2 separate regions of the Mus musculus genome follow, and region 2 is linked to region 1. The links are chromatin contacts, called in public Hi-C maps. All regions are on one chromosome and are shown on one strand. The core of a region is the stretch at or near the end of the contact, and the rest is flanking DNA. Distances in the headings are between cores, read along the strand shown. Region 1 holds the start of Abcg2 (ATP binding cassette subfamily G member 2 (Junior blood group)). Region 2 holds the start of Fam13a (family with sequence similarity 13, member A).

Region 1 (3,015 bases), core at 148-2,647:
AAATTGCTTGATTTGTAAAGACTACTTGACTTTTATGTTTTATATTGTCATGTTTATTAAGATCTTGGGAATGTTAAAAAAAGAAAAGTTATTGTTAAATAGTGTTGTGTTGATGTGTCTGGCTCACAAAGGGTCAAGTGCCTGGACTATCTTGTTATTAAACTTGCCACAAGCTAGAGTCATCTGAGAAGAGGGGCTTTCAATTGGAAAAAAGGTGTCCTTAATATCTGGCTATAGGCAAGCCCTTAAGGCATTTTCTTCATTAGTGATGAATGGGGTGGGCCCAGCCCATTGCAGGTGGGAGACTTTCCTGGGCTGGTGGTCCTAGGTTCTATAAAACAAACTAATAAACTTTGCAAGCCATGATACAGCCAGTAAGCAGCACTCCACCATGGCCTCTGCGTCAGATCCTGCCTCCAGATTCTTGCCCTGTTTGAGCTCTTGCCTTCACTGCTTTCAATGATTGACCATGGTGTCAATCATTGAATCTTTTATTAACAAGACCAAGACATGAAAAAGGGACCTTTATCCCAGTGACAAAAAAATGTAGCCAGTCATTGTAGCTGTTGATTTCCTAAGGAGAGAAACTCATGATCAGTACTTTTTTCTTGTAACATGACCCGAGTAGAAGTTGATCATGCATTTATTTTTCTCGATTAAAAATTTAAAATAATTGAAGGGGGAGGTGGAGAGATGTGATGATTGACCATGGTGTGTAAGTGTAAGCAGAACAAACCCTTTTCTCCCCAAGTTGCTTTTGGTCATGGTGTTTCATCAAAGCAATAGAAACCCTAAGACTGTAGCCATAGCTGTGTTTCTCGGGATTACCTGGATTTAGGAGGTTTTACCCTCATGAGATGAATTTGGTGTCTTCCAGTGTCTTTTTTCCCTATGGCATTCTGTACAGCCACCTAAGTGAAGTCCCCAACTTCTAGCATAGGACCCTTCCATTTTGGGCAGCTGCCTGGTAAAGTTCCCAAACAAGTAGGGAATCAGATCATTTTAGGAGCAGCTCTCTTCCTCTCATCAAAAGGCCATCCACCCCATCTCCGTAAATCCCGGGAGAGTCCACACAAAGCCCAGCCTGCCACAGTTATAATAGTAATTTGCCTAAATTGCATCTTGGGTATCTTGTGGGTCCTCCAGGTTCACAGGGTGAAGGTACTCTGAGTATATTTTCTTTCCGAGGCTTCTTATCGCAGGTCAGCGCCTTGCCTCCGCCATGACCCGGGGCTCTCTGCTCTCCGCTCTCCGCCCTCCGTCCAGGAGCCTGTGCAGCACAGGAAGCCCCCCGCCCACATGTGTCCAGCTGCTCCTGGGACCGGCTTCTCCTGCCGGCGAGCTGCGGGGCGGCGCGAGCTGACGTCACGGCGGTCGGGCGCCTGTGCGGGGCGGGCAGACGCTCCTGGCGGGCGAGCGTGTGCAGGTCTGAGTGTGTGCGAGTTCTGGCGCGGCTGCTGCTCCGCCAGGGACCGCGAGGTGAGCGGAGTGCGGGGAAGCTCCGGGAGTGTGCTAGGCGCCGCGGGGGCGAGTGGCGGCCCTGTGGGGCTCGGCGTGGGGGCGAGGGGGACCGCGTGGTGTGGGTTGTGAAAGTGAGGAGGAAACAAGGACTGACAGTTCAGTCATTTCTCCAGAAGCTTGTGCGGTGCGGTGATAGCAGGAGGATAAAGTCCAAACCTGTTTGCTCCAACTGTTTGGAAAGGATAAGACTTCTTGAATGGATAGATTAAACTGCCTGAACGACAGTCAGCCCCACAGTGGAGAAGTTTTCAAGGGGACTGAAGAGCACCTACCCCAACCCCGGGCCTAAAGTTTCTCAATTTTAGGTGTATTGTTACTTTCTGGGTTCCCTTTCTAACCTTTCTGTGGAGAGTTGAATCTTATTTTTATCGTTATGTTTTGCCTTTGACCTTACATTTTGTTCTTTGTCAGTTGCACGCGTGGATGAAATGCATTCTGATTACTCTTTTCCGTTTTTCTACTTTCATTTATTTATTTATCTATTCGTTTATTTATTAATTTTCGACTGAAGGAGTCTTTCTATGACTCCCAGACTGCCTAAGACCTCGAGCTCAAACAATTCTGATGTCTCAGCCATTCCAGCACTGGGACTATTCCAGGGCACTGTCATACCAAGCTATTGAGTTTTAATAATTAACTTTAAAATTTGACCTGCTTATTACAGTAGTTACCAAAATAATACTGAAAAGGTTTCTGTGGAGAGTCGAGTCTTAACTTTTATCGTTACTTTTTTCCTTTGCCTTACAGCCGTTTCCCATTCGCTGGGAAGTCCCTGAGGGAGTTTGAGCTCATAATTCATTTACTTATAAAGAAAACTGAAGTGTTTAGGGATTCATTCAAAGGTGGTAGTATAACAGTTATTTAAAATAGATATGAGTGGATAGGGGTTGACCAAGATTATTTCTCCTGCCCCAGTGATGATTAATCTCAGTGGTATGTGCATTTTCTCAGGAAGGGTGAATGCAGTCTTGGTGAGATCAGAGACACTGTGGAAGCTGGGTTGATGTCTGATTTGTATTGAGCCTGGGGGAAATGGCTAGAAATTAAAGTAACATGTCCTAAATCCTTCAAGTTATCCTGCAGGATAAAGAGTACGTTTTGTGACTTCCCTCTGATGGCATTCCAGGTAGTCATCCTTCAAAGAAAGAGTGAGACTCCCAGAGGGCCTATGACCCTAACTGTCTTTATTCAGGAAACTGGCCTGGCTCATAGCTCATCATGATTATAATGGAGAAAAGAAGGCATAGGAAGTAAGGGACAACTGTTGTTTTAAAAGAAGAAGTAAACATTTCACTTTACATGAATCATTCCATCAGTTTGACTTAAACTCTTCATAGCCCTGGAATAATTACAGGGAGTGGACTTTAGTGTGCAAGGGTGTATTATAGCCACTCTCATGCTCACACTCCAGCTACCAGGTAGACAGTCTAAGAAGAAAAGGACTATGAACTTGTATCAGTGATCACAGGGTGTATCTGTCTCTTCTTTTGTTTT
Region 2 (3,051 bases), core at 227-2,726, 380 kb after region 1:
GACCGACATCATTGGAAGGACAAAAGTTCCCAACCTAACAATTAGATATTAAAACTCCAAAAAGTGTACATTAGTTTTGTTCTCTTAGAAATTTCAAGCATGGGGACTTTTCCACCAAATCAATGTAGAATTATAGATTACTCTACACAGCACTTTCTTCTACATTAAGTATCAATTCTCTGATAAGGTACTCTGAACACCACATCAAGTTCCTATTACAGTGGACATGTCAGGACAGCAAAAGAAAAACAACCACACTGGCTCTCACCACAGCCAGCCTGAAGGAATCTCTTTACCAAAAATGATACACTTTTAAAATCATATTTCTGTTGCTAAAGCACAAACAAAATATACATGGGATTGTTTCTTTTCAGTAAATTCATTTCATCTAAGTATTTTCAATAAATTGCCATTACTGTCTGATTTTTGACAATACCATTTTCCATAGAAAACTGTAAATGAAACATATATATGAAGTCAAATGTCACTATCACTAAGTAATTGCAATTCAGATGTAACCATATGATTAGCACAAGTCAGTTTTTAAACTATGAACTGTGACCTTGGGCGGCTCAGACTTTCTGTGGGGACAGGACTCAGTGATTTCTGTAGTGGCTTTAACACACAGCACTCAGCACTCGGGTCTACTTCACCAGCAGTGTGCTTCCTAACAGCCAGGGCTATGTACAGTTAGTTACCTTTATTTATTTCTATAGGACTCAGAGAGACACCCCACCCCCTGCCCCCATCACAGTCCTCAAAAGCAAAGCCAGAACCCTGTGCTCTATCACTCTTACACAGCATTTTTTTTTTCCTTTTTGGTTTTTGTTTTTGTTTTGTTATTTTTTTCCAAGCGTCATTTGGGTAACCAATCTACCTAGAATTATTCAAGGAAAAACATTGTTCTCAACCTTTATTCCGATAACTACAATATACTTGAAGAAAGTCCTTGCCTAGAGAGCAGAGAATCAGATCCATCTATGAGCTCTAACAGCCTGGAGACCCAGGAAGCCCATTCAGTTTGCTTTGCTTCGGTTTGCAGAGGTATTGTCTTAAATACACTTCCCTTAAAAGAAGGTATAGCTGAACCCAATAATCATGAGCAACTACACAAAAGTGTCAGTGAAAGAGAAGTGCGCTATTTAAATGTTTCTATCTGGTCTGAGGAAAGAGCACTGTGCAGAACAGACTGCAAGGTTTGCAGCCTGTTACTAATGATGCCGAGAGCACTGGCCAAGTACGCTGCCCAGAAAATACCAAACAGCATAAGAAGCAGAGAACACTACCTTCGCAGCGGCATGATTTCACAAGCCATCCTCGTGTGCGAATCTGCACGGGATCCCCGAGTGCCTTCCAGTCAAGCCCTGTGTGCAGGACCCGCGGAACACACAACCTGCTGCAGCTGACACTGCCTCTCCACCTCCAGCTGCAGGCAAGGATATTTATCGGCTGCCTCCACATTTACACTGCAGTCCACTTTGACCTTTTGTTCCAGCGAAGCAGCTGAAACCCAGAGCCAATCAGAGGCGGAGCAGTGGAGTGTGAAAGGCTGCTCCTCCTCCTGATCCTCCTCCCGCTTCTCCCGCTCCTCCTTCTGTCCCCACCCCACTTTGCTCTGCTCGCTGCTTAGTGGGCTTGGCAAGCCCCAGCAACCTGAAACTTTCCTCTGAGAGGTTCCAGACAAGTCTGTCAGTCTGTGAAGAGCAACCAATAACTGCAGAGGAGCCCAATCCTGCATGGCTCAAAGTGCAAGAAAAGCCAGCAAGGAAATGCAGTGTCAAGGACAGACAGCGTCCCTTAAGGTCCCGTTTCTTTGAGGCCCAAGTTGGACTGCACCTTGTTTTTTTCTAAAATAAATAAACAAATAAAAACTACCCAAACAGTAGCCAGAGAAAGCTTTTCCAGATTGTTCTAGGCTTTTCCTGACGAAATACCTGAACCCTTGCCCTACCCACAGTTTCTTCCCCAGATACTTATTTACACTAGGTTGTGAGCAGTTCCTGGTGACATCACTCAAGGGGAAGAGGACAAGGTGCCCTAACTGGATTCAGGTCTTCAGGAGATCAAAACATCTACTGGTGTGGCCCTTCTGTTTGTTGTTTTTACATTCTACCCAAAATGTCAACTGCACTTGGAAGAGATTTGTTTCTTATTATATATTCTTATATTTTACAAAACCAATTTTTCCAATAAGATTTTCTAAGTGCTTGTAAATGATCTTTTATTATTTTGTATCTCACATATGTGTGTGTGTGTGTGTGTGTGTGTGTGTGTGTGTTTGCCTGCATCTGCATGGCATGTGTGACTGTTGCCTAAGGGGGCCAGAAGAGGGCATTGAATCCTCTGGAACTAGAGTTACAGATGGCTAAGTGGCCATGCTGGGAACCAAACCTGGGTCCTCCAGAAGAGCAGCCAGTTCTCCAGCCCCTGTAATTTCTTCAGGGCCACTCACTATTTCTAGGGAAGTAATTGTAGTTCACAGGCTTCATACAATGCAAGAAACACATCTTGTACAATTTATTTCATATTATGCAAATTTAATAAGTTCTAACACAGCCTACTTTCGCATTAACCTGATACAAGCTAGAGTTACATAGAAGGAAAGAATCTCAATTGAGAATAGCTTTTAAGACCTTTTTCTTAATTAGTAACTGGACGGGGAGGGCCATTGTGGATGGTGCCACCCTGGGCTGGTGGTCCTGTGTTCTATAACAAATCGAGGTAAGCATGTCACGATGAGCAGGCCAGTAAGCAGCATTGGTCCACAGGTTCTGCATCAGCTCCTGCTTCTAGGTTCCTGCCCTCTTGGAGTTCCTGTCCTGGCTTTTTTAAATCATGAATTTAATGTGCAAGTGTGAGCCAAATAGTGTGTGAGGGCGCGCATGAGCGTGCGCGCGCACACACACACACACACACACACACACACACACACATTTGCTTTCTGGTCATGATGTTTTCATTGCAGTAATAGAAACCCTAACTAAGACATATTGCAAATTAAAATTACCTGTGCTTATAGAAAACATTTACATTTTAGTAAGAGTTTTGATA

What was found. A called contact is a pair of places that touch in the nucleus more often than the background predicts.
Region 2: a contact with region 1 is called in a Hi-C map of uterus, with 4 times the contacts expected there. The contact joins the promoter of Fam13a here to the promoter of Abcg2 in region 1. A contact is called at or near these places in 3 of 39 promoter capture datasets (cranial neural crest, liver and second pharyngeal arch cranial neural crest), 2 of 484 Hi-C or Micro-C datasets (myocytes and uterus) and 1 of 115 datasets of contacts at active chromatin or transcription factors (astrocytes).

What each region holds. Positions count from the first base shown.
Region 1 is chr6:58,639,149-58,642,163 of GRCm38.p6, forward strand. It overlaps Abcg2 (ATP binding cassette subfamily G member 2 (Junior blood group)), which reads left to right and starts at 1,398. Exons shown (of 16, transcript NM_001381927.1): 1 at 1,398-1,479.
Region 2 is chr6:59,023,026-59,026,076 of GRCm38.p6, forward strand. It overlaps Fam13a (family with sequence similarity 13, member A), which reads right to left and starts at 1,477. Exons shown (of 18, transcript NM_153574.2): 1 at 1,287-1,477. The coding sequence starts at 1,315. It overlaps Gm52905 (a long non-coding RNA gene), which reads left to right. Exons shown (of 2, transcript XR_003956447.1): 2 at 1-1,885.